3 separate regions of the Mus musculus genome follow, and regions 1 and 2 are each linked to region 3. A link is a contact called in public Hi-C and HiChIP or PLAC-seq data. All regions are on one chromosome and are shown on one strand. The core of a region is the stretch at or near the end of the contact, and the rest is flanking DNA. Distances in the headings are between cores, read along the strand shown. Region 1 overlaps Ints6 (integrator complex subunit 6). Region 2 overlaps Wdfy2 (WD repeat and FYVE domain containing 2). Region 3 holds the start of Wdfy2 (WD repeat and FYVE domain containing 2).

Region 1 (4,635 bases), core at 1,452-3,951, 110 kb after region 3:
GCAGTAGTGTATGCTTGTAAACTTAGTACTCTATTGTAAAGGCCAGAGAGGATTGCAACCTGGTCTATAGAGGGAAAGGGGATCTGAAAAAAATTGGCCATATCATTACCTGGATCAATGAACATGTACCAGACAGTGTAAATAAATCCAGGTTAAACCCCCAAGTTTCTGAGGTTAAATTCAAAGCTTTTAAGTGGTATTTTAACTGTTTTAGTAACTATGAAAAATTATTTGAGTAATCGAAAAATTATTTCAAGCTAACTTAAAAGTTAAGCATTATTTTGACTTATAGTTTGCATTTCAAGTAAAGCAAATATGAAACTATTCTAAAATTAATCCATTAGAAAATACTAAGCAAATACTAATAGTCTTTAAAATATCATTTCTGGATGTACTTAAACTATAAGGTGTTTTAAAAGTCAAGATAACTACATACTGTGCTTAAATTTTAATGGCCAAAAGGAGTTTAGAAAAGCTTTAGACCAGTTTGTCTACTGGTCTATGAGTATGGCACAGGGAGTGCACCTGTGGAACGCAGAGGCTAACTGAAGAGTCAGTTCTTTCCTTTACCTTTTCGTGTGTTCTGGTGGTCAGGCTAGTGAGGACAAGCTCTCACTGCTCAGTCATCTTACTGCCCAGGGAATTTTTTATGTGTGCTCAATCTTAAGTTTGGGGAAGCAAAGAAACATACTAAATTGTTGCTATTCCTTAGACTCTTAAGTAATAGGTAATAGATTTGTAAAGAGAGTTAAATAAAACAGGCAATCTGATGGAATGACATTTACTATATAAGTTCAGTAAATGGAGAAATCTTAGCCAACAATGATTTTTGGCTGGCTAAAAATGATATATAAAGCTTTTGACATTGGTTTTCTTTACCTGTATGCTTTAAATTAGCTTTCTGACTTAATAGTTTATGATTTATTCCAGGTTAAATGTTTTATTTATATTCTGAATAGTTTGGATATAGTTAACAAAATATTTATTTATCATATGTTAAGTACATTGTAGCTGTCTTCAGACACATCAGAAGAGGACATCAGATCCTTTTATGGATGGTTGTGAGCCAACATGTAGTTGCTGGGATTTGAACTCAGGACCTTCAGAAGAACAGTCAGTGCTCTTAACCACTGAGCCATCAATCCAGCCCCCATAGTTGTACTCTTAAGAGTTGATAATGTTGCACATCTTTTGAGAAACATGTTCTGATTTGTGTTGATGGGAGATGTTTAAAACTTAGATCATAGTTTAAGTCATAATTCATATAGTATGGTTTTGAATATGTTAACCTCTCATTTGTAGAGGTAACACTAAAGTTGTAGGACACAATACCAGGCTGTATATCATTCCTTTGTTTTTGATGTCTATCAGGTTCTTACCTTTAGTAATCCTTAGTCTGCTTCCTCTTTTCTTTTTCCATTGCCACTAGTTATTTAGTGCCGCAGCTCTTACTCCTGCCTGCTTGCCTTCCTGCTTTCCCACCTTTCTCTCTCCCTCCATTCCTTCCTCCTTCCTTCCTTCCCACCCTCCCTCCCTCCCTTCCCCCCTCTCTTCCTTTTTCCTTCATTGAGAGATCTCAGGCCTAACATATGCTAGACAAGTGTTTGTGCATTCTGTCTACAACAAACCATTTGTTTATTTTTATTTTTCAACTGTGTATGACTGTGTGGTTATGTGCACATGAGTACAGGTACCTGAGGAGGCCAGAAGAAGGTATTGGATCCCCTGCACTAGAGTTATGGGTGGTTATGAGCTGCATGATATGGGTGTTGGGAACTGATTTCAGGTCTTTTAGATGATCAGTGAGTACTCTTTTAACAGCTTAGCTATATGTCTGGCCCTCTTTTTCTTCTTTTAAATTTTATTTAGTTTTTGTATGAATGAATACACATGAGTGCCATGGTGCACGTGCAGAGGTTGTTTTGGAAATCAGGCTTGGTGGCAAGCATCTTTACTAGCACTCTTGCTGTCTTGGTTCTTTTCATGACTACCTTTAATCTGCCACATGTGGCAGAATGTCTCTAAAATATGCCATTTGTGTATATCATTCTGCTCACACTATTTCATTGCTTTCAGTTGTTCAGTAGAGTCCTCAGTGCTTTCACAGCTTAGCTAGTCACATTATTAATCCTTTCATTTTCATTGAGTCATATTTATTGAACAACTCATTGTCTAGATACACCAGAGTCTAAGATAGAATGGATGGCAAAGTGAACCGGAGTCCTGCTTTTGGGGTACTGGAGAAGATAGCAATTTTAAAAAATAATTAGGTAGATGAAAGTAAACTTGCATTCACCACTTATTCTCTCAAAATGGAGGGATATGAAGTGATATCTAGCTCAGGCTTTGAGGTACTGGGCTCCACCTCTAGTACTGTAAACAAATTAGGGTAGAGTAGGGAGGAATGTGCTATCAGGTCTTATAGTAACTATATTAGATCTAGTCAGAGGTCATGGGTTGTAATATGTGAAGAGAAGCCAGTGTGGTGGCTCAGCTCTGCAGTTCCAGGGCTTGAAGCTGAGGTAGGACTCCTGTGCCAGCTTAGGCTGCAGAATGAGGCTTTGTCTAAGAGAAGACCAGAAGAGAGTAAGGTTTATTATATAGAATATATAAATGAAGATCATATCAGGCAGGGGAGTCCTTTTCTCTAAAGGGTTTGTTTTGAGAATGAGGAACTGAAACAAGGCTAATGGCACTTGGAGCATTGACAAAAAAGGGGATTATAGTATATGGTGGAAAAGAAGTTTGGGCCTCATTGTGCAAGGAGCTTGAACCATGCTAAGTAATGATGGTGCTAATACAGAAGAATCAGGAGCTGGCAATGTAGCTCAGGGTTTGAGAGCCTGCCTAGCAGGAACAAGACAGGCAGATGTCATTCAGAGTTCTGTGCAGTGGTAAGGAAAGAAGAGAAGACGACAAGTAAGTGTTGAAAGACCAGGTAGGTGCTGCTGTTAATTTTAGCAATTTTCTCAAGTAGGTGGTATGGTAGTAAAAGAGATAATAAACCCCACATTTTAAAGAAATATTTAGGAAGTTAAATTAGTAAAATTCACTGTCATAAATTGTATTTAAGGCTTAAGGGGCAGTAAAATGGCTTCTAAAGAACTGTGTAGATGATGATAATGATGCCATTCATTTCCTGGCCTAGTGAATGTTGGAAAACTTACAGAAGAAGAGAAATCATGACTTTAGAATGCTTAGGTTTCAAGGTATCTTGGAATCATTTAGGAATGAATGTCAGATAGAGAATTTGGTATTCAGAGGAGAGAATTTGGCTGGGCATATTCAAGTGGAATATTATCTAAATTTAGATAGTAATTCAACCTGTGAGTAGGTTAGTTTGGGCCAAGTATAAACTGGCAAGGGCCTCTGATTATTAAGCCCTACAGATCTTTAACATTTTAAAGTTTTGATATTTGGGATTGAGGTTGAGCTGAGGCTAGAAGATATCTCTAGATTTCATGATGCCTGTAGTTATCAATTGATGCATAACATACCATTTTGAAACTTACTGGCTTAAAACAATTTATTATTTCTTTGGAGTATATGGCTGAGGTACCTGGTTTCTCTCCTGGAGCTTCTTTGTCTTCATCATTCAGCAATCTGGTTCAAATTTCTTTACATGGTTTGCATTTTCCACAAAGGAGGAATAAGCCTCTTTAGACTTAATCAGACTCAGTTCAGAATATTTTGGCTATACTATAGCAGTTGAGGAAGAATGGATAAGAATTAGTGCCGTTTGGGTAAGTGGAGTGGGAGATGAAGACAAGTACCTATTATTTTTTTATATTTTCTTTAAGCTTGACCTGAATTGTTCTGTGATTTCCCTGAAAGTTAAGCTGTTTCTTTGTCCCCTTACTAAAATTGTAACCATTTATTTGTAAGCAACTAGCTGAAGTCTACTTGGGGGTTATGGTAAATATTTGCTTTTATTCTTTCTCCTTTCTCCATCCCCTCTTCCTCTTCCTTCCCCTCTTCCTCACTTTTGTCTCTTTTTCTTCTTGGTTTCCTTTCTTTTCTCTATGGCTCTGCTTCTTTTGGAGGGAAGGTGCTACTCCATAACCCAGGCTGATCTGGAAATGATGGTAACCCTCCACCTTTAGCCTTTTGCCCAGGTTATAGGTTTGAGTGGCTATGCCAGCCAGGCTTAAAGAGGTTCTTAAAGTCTTTCCTATCTGTTCTGAAGTTTAGTTTTCAGTCTTAAGTGTGTGTGTTTGTAGGGGGCTGTTGTTCCTCCTCTGTCTTTACTCCATCAATTCCCCAGTCTCCATGCAGTTGTAAGCCTTAGCAAAGCTTTTCAGTTCTTTACTCTTGCCTGGGGTGCCTTTCCTCATTTCCCCTAGGTATTATTCTGTACTACTGCTGTAACATGCTGCAGTTACTTACTTAAGTGATCTTGAAGGTAAAAAAATATAATGTGTAACATGTTACCTTTCATTAAATAACCCGAGTCACAACTTGATTTATGATCTATTCTGTTCTAAAAAGGTCTCACTTGATAACATTTAGACCTAATTACATCTTTGATGCTCTGCCAGGCCTATGGGTACTAGGCCGCAGCAGAAACTACAAAAAAAAAATTAGGGTTTGCTTTGTTAGGTAAAACATTACAACAAATGATAAATGGTCTTTGTA
Region 2 (5,090 bases), core at 2,495-4,994, 120 kb before region 3:
AAACACCAGTCGTAGAACCCAGTCACAGGTCTAGAGGGGACTGTAAGCACTGTGGTTGAATTGACACCTCACTCAGAGTTCTGACCACCTTTTCAAAATAAAGACTTTGAAAAGGTCGTGGCATGGGAAATACAAGGGAGGACCCATGCAGGCAACAGACACTGCTGTCTGAGCTAGCCTCGAGGCTTTTGGTGGAAACATTAAAAGGTGAAAGCGCAGACCTAAAGCCCTGAGGCCTGGTGTGTAGTTCTTGGCTGTCAAGCTGAACTCCAGTTTATAGGCGCACACAGGCTTCCCCGGTAGGACTTTACTGCCTGACAAAGTGGCAAACTGATCAACATTCGTGTCGTTTCATCAGGGTGATGAGGAGCCACCTCAACCCAACGTTATTTCAAGGGAAAGAAAAATAAGAGCACTTTGGAAAATGCTTTTCTTCTGCTTTAAAATATAAATCTTTGCGAACAAGCTCACTTATATACAAATATATATGTATTTAAATATTATGAAAAGACAAAGCCAAAGGCCCTTCATTAATGCATATTCTGGTTACTGTGACATATGGTACTATTCTTTTGCTTTAAAGCTCAAATTCAAGCTTTTAAAGGATGTTAAACAAAAATATAGAATGCTTTTAGAATATAACTCTGAGATGCTAAGAAGGCGATGCCTCTCATCACGATGACAAATACCATAGGCCCAGACCAAGAGGAGCAGCCTTTAGCCAGCAGGGCAGTGGGACTCTAGGGCGGTCAGTGGGGACTAATGTGGGAAGGGGTGTCGGCATACAGATCAGTGGTACCACCCACCTTCTGATGTAACATGTTCCCACTCATAACCAAGAGTTTGTCAAATGTGCTCAACAGTATTAAACCTGAGTCCAGAGACTTCCTGCCCAGGCAAAAGTGCTGCCCTTCTGCCTACTCACAATGCCACTGGTAATAGCAAGTGCCATTATTCTTGAGTAGTTCTTTGAGAATGTCTTGTTTACACTTTACCTCTGTCTAACTGCCTGGTGTGACCAACCTGGGACATCTGAGACCTCAATATACTTTTCCAACTTCATAATTTTTGTAACTTCATGAATAATTCAAATAACTAAACGAGAAACACATTATGTTGACTGGCCTTTTATAAAGTGATACAAAATTTCAAGTACTTATTCTAAAACCATTGTTGCTATGGTGGAGACAGCCAGGTGGCTCACTAAATGCTTTCCCTTGGAAACACTAAGACTGAAAGATGCTCTTCATTCACCAAGTAGGAGAAACTCCGCATGTGCAGTCTCCCTACCTCCCAGCACGGCTGTCCTCACTACGGGTACCAGAGCTGTGGTTTCCATAGCACAGCAAGAAAAGTCAAGTGTACACCCAAGAGGATGACAGATTTGTCAATTTTTTCCCCAGAGGAGAAACGAGCCAAGCACTGTGCCAGCCCTCATGCCTGGTGGACGAGGTCAGTGCCTGGACACCGTGAGCACCAGCATGCATTCCCCGTGGGTTAATGGAGATACCAGGCAAGTAGAAGATTCACAGTATCACATGCAGAGCTGGTTTTCTGATACATAATTTCCCATCACTAGCCACATGGGTAAGGAGAGAGGAAAGGGCAGAGCCATGGAAACCTTGGTCAATCTGTGGTAGGCACCCATGATTTTCATCACTGTCAACTTTCAATCTCTGGGCACTCCTAAGGATGGGCCGTAGCTGGGATATGACCAGCATGGTATGTAGGGCCACCCAACAGTGTAAAGTGTTCTACTGAAGGTCTGACTTCGTCTATACAAGACTGGGAATCCACACAGGCTTGCTGGGAGTCTGAGCTTCCCCAATAGTGCATTTCCATTCCTTGGGCAGTCATGCTCCAGCTCAGACAGACTTACTTCTATTACTGATTTACAACACACAGTTCTCTGCAACTTGCCAAGTGGCTATAGATCCTAGCATCCAACCACACCATTGATCTTTGAATATTTTACCTCTAATTCCCTTTTCAAAGCTCTGTGATGGAGCGACCACACAGAGAAAAATTGATAGCAGTAATAGTGGCCAGACTGAAGCTAGGTGGCCTTTCTCGGACCAGGTTAAATCACAGTGGTGATGACGCCCTGGAGAGAGTTCTGCTCTCACATTGCAGCCAGCCACCAGGGGTGTGGCTGTGTGAGGTGCACACCAGGCCTTCCCAGTGCCAGAGAGCAGAAGCGGCTTGTCCTAGGAAGCACTCTGGGTCGCCAGTGCTAAGTGTGGTTGGGGCCCAAGAATGGTGATTATTACTTCTTCTGTGAAGAGAAGCAACGATGCCAGGAAAGGAACTGCTTCTCTAGGAACAGAACAAAACTAACAGGAGGACTGCATTTCATTCAAGTCCTCTGTGCCAGGCAACACCTGTTAGGCAAGAAGTGGGCAAGGTACTGTGGTGGATGGCATGGAGAGGGTAGGGCGAGCAATCTGCCTGTTTACCCAGAAGGCCTCTCACCTGGCAATGACGTGACATTCCTGACAGGTGACTATGGTGAAGGGCTTGGAGAGGCTGGCCAATTTCTGGACACAGGCTTGCCACTACTGTTAATCCTATCTTGATAGCCCGAGGGAGTCCTTACTGTACCTTCTCAAGCTGAACTGATTATTCCCTTTGGAGGATTCTGTTGCTTTCTTAGTACCTCTGTTTAGATCACACGCTGGCTTCATAGCAGAGTATACATGAACATAAAGATGCTTAAATACCTGGTTTTTAAAGAGAAACTAAATTATGAATGGTGAAGAAAGCAGAATTCTAATCTTAAAGTAATACATGTTCACATACAGAGGCAATGCCATGTAGAAAGATGCACCTCCAAGGCACTTCCTTCTGGAACACAGACATTTCTGTTTGTCTTTCATGTTATGAACGAAGGAAAGTTGCCAAAAACAAAACAAAAAAATAATAATAAAATTAAAAAATCCCAAGTCCCCATAGTCCAAAACACAAAAGGCTCGAAAGACTCTCACTGAATTCTGAGATGCAGGCACTGCAGGGTGAGGCTGGTCACAGGACCTGTGTCCTGGCTGATGGTCAGCAGAGGCTGCTGCAGCATTTTCTAGTGTGGATGGCAGAGAACGCCAGAGCAGAGCTGCAAGGGACTTCCGACAATGTACCTGCTCCCTCCAGGTGACTCAAGAGGCCAGCTGTTGGACACGCATGGTTTTCCAACTCTTATCCCAAGCCATGAAAGAGAAACACGGCACAAACTGTGATCATCCTCTGTGGCAAGAGGCAAGCGAGGCCGGTGGTGGAAGTCTCGAGAAACGAGAAGGACTGTCTGTACATGCTGAGGCAAGAACGAGGAGACCGCTTGACGAGAACGCAATACCTTCAACAGATGTTTCTCTCTTTTTCTGACAGAGAAAGCAATGAACACAACACACAGCTGAAATATAGAAGCGTAAACATCCACACAGATTTTCCAATATACTCAAAATAATGAATGCAGCACAGCCAGGCTGTATAAACCATTTGATAAAAAAATATCTTCTTTTCTGTGGTATGGACGACTGAAGAGTCCTGGGAGGGAATGGCTTTCACTAGATTGCGGTAACAGTGGCGGAGGACCCACACTCGCTGGGAGCCTCGGTCTCTCTTCTTGCTCATCCAGAAGCTCTCTTTCCTCCTCCCGGGAGGATGCTGGACTCAAGTGCTTCTTCAGGGACACTGTCTCCTAGTCCCTGGGCGAGTCATCATGACACCACTGGGGTCATGTCCCACAGCTGCAAAGGAGAGCGAGAAGCCAAGGATGAACTAAGAGCCAACTGTACTGGGGATGAACAATGCTCAGAACGGGCTCAATTCAAAGTGCTGTTTTGGTTTTGTTCCCAGTTATCAAGCAAATGCACATAGCACTAGCCTGACTTCTATATAAGGGCGGCTGACATGTTGCTCCCAAGCTAAGGAGGATAAAGGCATATCAGGTCCACGGAGGGAGAGAGAGCCGGCACACGCCTGGGTGACCTTCCAAACAATTCTCTAAGACATCAGAAAGAAGTGCCAGGCCTCCAAGTTTGAACTTAGCTTGAAGTCACTTCTAACAACTTCATCCTACTGCTGCCTCTAAAATAGGACAGGGTGACAAAGAGTCCACCCCTCTGTCCTGGGCCTCTGCTGTGACCTGCCACAAACTTCACAGGCCTGGATAAGCACTCTTGAAGTAATTAAGCTTGGTAGGAAAAAGGCTTATGCATCACTTGGCCACTGATTCCAGGTCTTCCTTCCAACCAGCATCCAGATCAAGACCACCTGCTTTACCAAGCTTCAAGAACGGCACACCTCCCTCTGTGGGTCCTGATCACTGTCGCTCACATGTCACTCCCGTGACTTCTGTGTATGGGACTCACTCTCTCATGTGTATCCACATGTGTGAGAGTTAACTCAAGCATCGTCCCTCAGGGGCCAACTATCTTTTTTTTTGAGACAGCATCTCTCTCTGAGACCTGTGGCTCGTTGATTAAGCTAGGCTGCCTGAGTCCTTTGGGATCTACTTGATTCTCCCCAGCTCTGTGATTAAAAGCATTTGCCACCATGTCTGTACTTAAAAAAAAAAAATGTGGGTTCTAGGGATGAGCTCTGGTTCTTGCAATAATATTTTTTTTCTTCTTTTTTAATTAGGTGTTTTCTTCATTTACATTTCAAGTGCTATCCCAAAAGTCCCCTATACCCTCCCCCACCCTGCTCCCATGATTATGATTATGATTATGATTATTATTTTGAGACAAGGCTTCTCTGTATAGCCCTGGCTGTCCTGGAACTTGCTCTGAAGATCAGGCTGGCCTTGAACTCACAGAGATTAACCTGCCTCTGACTCTGGAGTGCTGGGATTGAAGGTGTGCGCCACCACAGCCAGGTCCTACTATTATCTTTTAAAGATCATATCGTCAGGAAATTATCATGTGCATTGGCGTGGTGGGTGCAGCAGGCTCCCCGTGCTCACTTCCATGGATAACCTGAACACAGCCTCACACTCCTGATCCTGCTGTCTGTATTCAAGGCCCACAACAGAAAGCATAACAAGATGGCATCTTACCTTAATTACCTTGTCAGTTCCAGAAGTCAGTAACCATCCC
Region 3 (4,583 bases), core at 177-2,676:
GACTGACTGCCATTAGCATATGTTCGCAATGTTTCCCCACAGATCTGCATAGGAAATGAAGTAGGCGCCATGCATATCAAGAATGATGCAGAGGTCGATATGCAATATACACATGCAATACACTCTTCCTTTATATTCAAGAACCTAAGAAACAAATCAAGTAAAAAATGTTTGAATTTACATTAGGTGCTGAAACGATTTTTTTTTAAGTGAGCACTTTTTGCTTTATCTTTGCAATTTTAAGAGTCACAGAATAACTCTACCTCGGCATGATACTAACTTATAATAAGAAAACCTAACTGCCTGTCTGAAGCTAAGAACCCAGACAGTTACATACCTCTGCCACGCTACAACTGATTTTAAAATGCTTGTAGATATTACCCAAATAGTAATTTCAGATATCTTACCCTATCCCCTATATTCAAGCGGCATTCCTCTGGAAATCAAAAACACAGCGCAAAAGGGGAATCCTGAAGGCAGAACCAGAGCTACTTCTGCTAATTAAGCAATCTTGGAAAGGAAGTAGGCAAAGGGAAGGAACTCAAGCAGTTGTCTGCAAAAGTGATCCCTTGCAACTTCCAGTCACTTCCCCTTGAGCTCCAAGACATAAACTTTTAGGAAAGGAAGGCGCCACACGCAGAAGCCCAAAGTTACTCTCTTCACAATTTAATAAGTCCTTGGGTTCGGTGAAAGATGTCCTGGAGATACACAGATTCGGTGAACCGTATAGAAGAAAGAAAATACGTTCCCTTTCTCGTTTGGGTAACCAAACAATGGACCAACTAGCAGCGCCTCCAAATCATCCCGGTGCATGGAGGGTCCTTTAAGCTAAAACACCTGCAAAGCTGGGCGGCTTCTCCCTCTGCCCTTCCCATCCCCAAAACTGGACCAGGTCTGGTGTCTCCTGCACTGTTAACCCAAGGGCCACTCGGACTCCGCCAGGGACCAGTTGCTGAGGCCAAGGCCACCGCGCTGGGAACTGAACCAGTAGGTGCGGTCTACCCTCCCACCAAGCCAGGGCCGGACCTCCGCGCGGCACGGGGACAAGCAGTCAGTACCTGTCCTCCGAGACGCTGATGACACCCTCTTCTTTAGGTACAATCACCGCCATGTTGACCACCTCCTGCGACCCCTCGACCCGCTGCAGCAGGATCGGCTTGCGGGTCAGTGGCTGGGGCTGGATCTCCGCCGCCATCGGAGGGGGCGCGCCCGGGGAGCAGCCGAACGCGCCGGGGGACTTGGCTGAAGAGAACGCTCAGGCTTGCGCTCAGGATCGGGCTGCGAAGCGGAGCGGGCCTTTGGGAGCCAGCGACCATAGCCCTGCCGCCTGTCCAGGGAATGTGCCCGCTCTGGCTTCCAAAACCAACACCGCCGCCACACTAGCCGCAAGCCGGCGCCACCTAAGAGAGTAGGGGGCGGGGAGCAGGGGGCGGGGCGGGGCGGGGCCCTGTCGCAAGGCGGCCAACCCACTTCCGGAGGATGGGCACTAGCAGCCAATGCGCGTGCGTCAGTCCAGGAGCCACTTCCGCCCCGCCGCCCGTAAGTAACCGAGGCCCGCAGTGCTGTCAGGACGCATGCGCCCCGCAGTCCTTTACTTTCCCTTCCACACCCAAAGCTTTGTCCCCTCCCTCATAAAAAAAAAAATCTGTGAATGCGCGTGCCCAGAGCCCCACCCTCTCCAGACTCTGGGGGCGGGGAAAAGCCTACGTCAGCCGCACCGGAAAAGCGCCTGCAGGAAGGATAGAGGCTAAACTAGTTGGGACGTGAGTGTGCATGCGCGCAGATGACTCACCGCTAAGTTTTAACAATAACACACCGGAGAGGGCGCTGTGCTGTCGGCCGTAGAGAAACGGCTCTTGCCAGCACCGCGTGGACTCTTGGGGGTTGTAGTTTCCTCCATCCTCGACGTCCTTGTTCTAGAAAGCAGTAACGCCCACTTCTCAGCCCAGGAGAGATGTGGGCAAACGAAACTCTGCGCCTTCTGTGGGTTATTGCCCAAGTCAGAGGCAGAAATAGTGTAGTATCTAAGAGGGAGAACTAAAGAGCAAGCCCTGCTGAGCAAGACTTCTCTCGGGGTCACACTGCCACCGGTTTTAGTGAGATATGAGGGTAGAGGAAGAAGAGACTCTCATACAAGCTTCTTTGAGGGAGTTTAGAGATCATGGTATCAATCTTCTCTTTGTATTATGAATAAAGGACTCACACTTGAACCTAAGTCTTTTTGTCCAGTCTTGTTTCCAATCCCTAGCAATTGAACATTTTTGCTTTTCCAGTGACAACGGACAGTTAATAAATACAATCACAATATAATATAGAATGACTGTAATAAGGAGAATAAAATGTTGACTGGGCTATGGGGAAATTGGAACTCCTTTACAATTCAGGTGGGGATGTAAAACAGTCTCTTTTGGGGGGGGGGGAATGTAGTATTGCTTCAAAGGATAAACATTGCTACTGTCAGGTCCAAAAGAAACGGTGGGGTACTAGATATCTGTGATTTCCATTAGCATAGCAAAGCAAGGCGAACCTTGAAAGCAAAATGCTAAATGAAAGGAACTAATCATAGAGGACCGTTTATTTTATGATTCCACTTACGTGAAATAATCAGACTAGTGTTTGTACAGAATTGAGAGAGAAAGGAATAAAGCAGTCAGAAGGCTGTCTTCCGTTCATGTATGTCTGTTCGCCAGGTGTGTGCCTGGATCCCTGGAACTGGAGTTATGGAAAGTTGTGAGCTCTAAGTGGGTGCTGTGAGTCAAATGTAGTTCTGGAAGAGTGTCCAGTTCTCTTAACTGCTAAGTCATCTCTACAGGCCCAAGAGAACTATTTTTTCTTTATTTTATAGTGTGTTTGTGTTTGTGTGTGTGTGTGTGTGTGTGTGTGTGTGTGTGTGTGTGTGTGCCTGAGTGCCAATATGTGTACCGCATGTGTGCGGGAGCCCAGCAAGGTCAGAAGAAGTGGACCCCCTGAAACTGTATTTACAACCTATTGTGAGCTACAATATGGGTGCTTGGATTTAAACCCAGGTCCTCTAACAAGTAATCTTAGTTGCTAAACCATCTTTTATAACCTACTACCAAGGCTATTTTTTTTTAAATAAACGTCTTTTTCTTTTAAAGATTTATTTACTTATTATATGTAAGTACACTGTAGCTATCTTCAGACAGACCAGAAGAGGGCATCCGATCTCACCACAGATAATTGTGAGCCACCATGTGGTTTCTGGGATTTGAACTCAGGACCTTCAGAAGAGCAGTCAGTGCTCTTAACCGCTGAGCCATCTCTCCAGCCCCCAAGGCTATTTTTAATAACTGGATTAAAATGACTTCTTTTAGATCAACTTCTCAGTCTTTGATGGCCAATTATGAAAGGGTGTCTGTCAGACAAAGAAAGCCAGGGTCACAGGAGACTCCACAAACCATTTTAGTAACAAACAGTATGTATTTTTTTTCTGGCACATTCCACAAGCAAAACTGGTAATAAAAGACTGGGTGGGCCGGGCAGTGGTGGCACACACCTTTGATCCCAGCACTTGGGAGGCAGAGGCAGGCGGATTTCTGAGTTCAAGACCAGCCTGGTCTACAGAGTGAGTTCCAGGACAGGGCTACACAAAGAAACTCTGTCTCGAACCCCCTCCCCCCCCCCAAAAAAAAAGACTGGGTGGGGACCTGGGGCCTCGGAGTCATCTGATGAAATGATGAAATACCCAGAAATTCAGCTGCATACAGCATTCTGAGACCCACAGAGGTAGTGGGTCAGTCATAAATAGAAGTTAAGTAATGGCTAGCTGTACACCAACCTAAATTCAAGAAGGAATTTAGGAGCAAGGGCCAAATCTGTGGCAACTGAGGAAAGATACAAAGGGCTGTGGAGGTAAAGGAATTGGTGTTTCACACCAAAGGAATGAGATGGTGCGTGAGGACTTCACAAGGTGCCCTGAAGCAAATTGCTGAAACTGCTTAAGCCCTGTCTTCTCCACCTCTAAGTTATGGGCGGATGATCCTAGTTATAAAATAGTTATAAAAGGAGGAGGAAGAGATGAAGATGTTTTAGAGGAATGTCCCTGTATCTAGTAAAGAACCGTTACACAGAATGAGAGAAAGACAGAAGGAATTGGAAGAAATTAAAGAAAAGAGGGTGGAGGCAACACCTTTCTCTCAAGGCAAAGGAGAGAAATGGATTACTAGTGTGGGGCTTGGGTCAGGCATCAGGGCAGACCACCCTGCTGTGAAAGCCTCAGCTTTTCAAACATCACAAGGCTGGGGATAAGAAATTAAAGGTAACCGTGCCTTTCATTTTGTAAGTCAGCTTAGGATTCAGTTTGAGACTTGAGTTTTCTTACCAGTTCAATTATATATTGCTTACTCGAAGACTTGCTTTCAAACTCTCTACAGTATATGAGCACCATGAGAAAGCATGCTTCTACAGAAGAATACCTTGCATTTCAGTCAAGAACACTAGAAAAACATGCATTCTAAGCCCTGGCCTGTGGCAGTGGATCTTTGTGAGTTCAAAGCCAGCCTGCTCTACAGAGTGATTTATAGGACAGCCAAGGCTATGCAGGGAAACCCTTTTCAAAAAGA

What was found. A called contact is a pair of places that touch in the nucleus more often than the background predicts. HiChIP or PLAC-seq counts read pairs in DNA pulled down with a chosen protein or histone mark.
Region 1: an H3K4me3 HiChIP or PLAC-seq map of bone marrow-derived macrophages shows a contact between it and region 3, with 2.5 times the contacts expected there. The contact joins the enhancer-like site here to the promoter of Wdfy2 in region 3. A contact is called at or near these places in 5 of 39 promoter capture datasets (the C10 cell line, cancer-associated fibroblasts, fetal liver and 2 more), 8 of 484 Hi-C or Micro-C datasets (B cells, the G1E-ER4 cell line, bone marrow-derived dendritic cells and 5 more), 8 of 115 datasets of contacts at active chromatin or transcription factors (the SCID.adh cell line, acute myeloid leukemia, bone marrow-derived macrophages and 3 more) and 5 of 9 other capture datasets (adipose tissue, embryonic stem cells, liver and 2 more).
Region 2: a contact with region 3 is called in a Hi-C map of olfactory sensory neurons, with 3 times the contacts expected there. The contact joins the enhancer-like site here to the promoter of Wdfy2 in region 3. A contact is called at or near these places in 2 of 39 promoter capture datasets (hippocampal neurons and liver), 1 of 15 datasets of contacts at CTCF or cohesin (CD8 T cells), 22 of 484 Hi-C or Micro-C datasets (CD4 T cells, CD8 T cells, LSK cells and 14 more), 11 of 115 datasets of contacts at active chromatin or transcription factors (the HPC-7 cell line, Th17 cells, bone marrow-derived macrophages and 6 more) and 3 of 9 other capture datasets (adipose tissue, embryonic stem cells and pancreatic islet).

The regions. Positions count from the first base shown.
Region 1 is chr14:62,722,832-62,727,466 of GRCm38.p6, reverse strand. All of the region lies in intron 4 of Ints6 (integrator complex subunit 6), which reads left to right. Among named protein-coding and RNA genes, the nearest start is that of 4931440J10Rik, 35 kb to the left of the region's middle. Within about 2 kb of position 2,701, at least 6 of the 459 cell types and tissues checked have an H3K27ac peak or open chromatin away from gene starts, as enhancers often do. A contact at or near this core is called in B cells and bone marrow-derived macrophages, where this site is marked.
Region 2 is chr14:62,954,930-62,960,019 of GRCm38.p6, reverse strand. Wdfy2 (WD repeat and FYVE domain containing 2) reads right to left here. Exons shown (of 12, transcript NM_175546.4): 11 at 5,051-5,090; 12 at 3,134-3,740. The coding sequence ends at 3,711. Among named protein-coding and RNA genes, the nearest start is that of Defb48, 27 kb to the left of the region's middle. Within about 2 kb of position 3,744, at least 13 of the 459 cell types and tissues checked have an H3K27ac peak or open chromatin away from gene starts, as enhancers often do. A contact at or near this core is called in olfactory sensory neurons, where this site is marked.
Region 3 is chr14:62,834,533-62,839,115 of GRCm38.p6, reverse strand. Wdfy2 (WD repeat and FYVE domain containing 2) reads right to left here and starts at 1,426. Exons shown (of 12, transcript NM_175546.4): 1 at 1,059-1,426. The coding sequence starts at 1,195. It overlaps Gm26536 (predicted gene, 26536), which reads left to right and starts at 585. Exons shown (of 2, transcript NR_168886.1): 1 at 585-991; 2 at 1,096-2,215. It overlaps Mir8098 (microRNA 8098), which reads right to left and starts at 1,395; the gene lies at 1,259-1,395.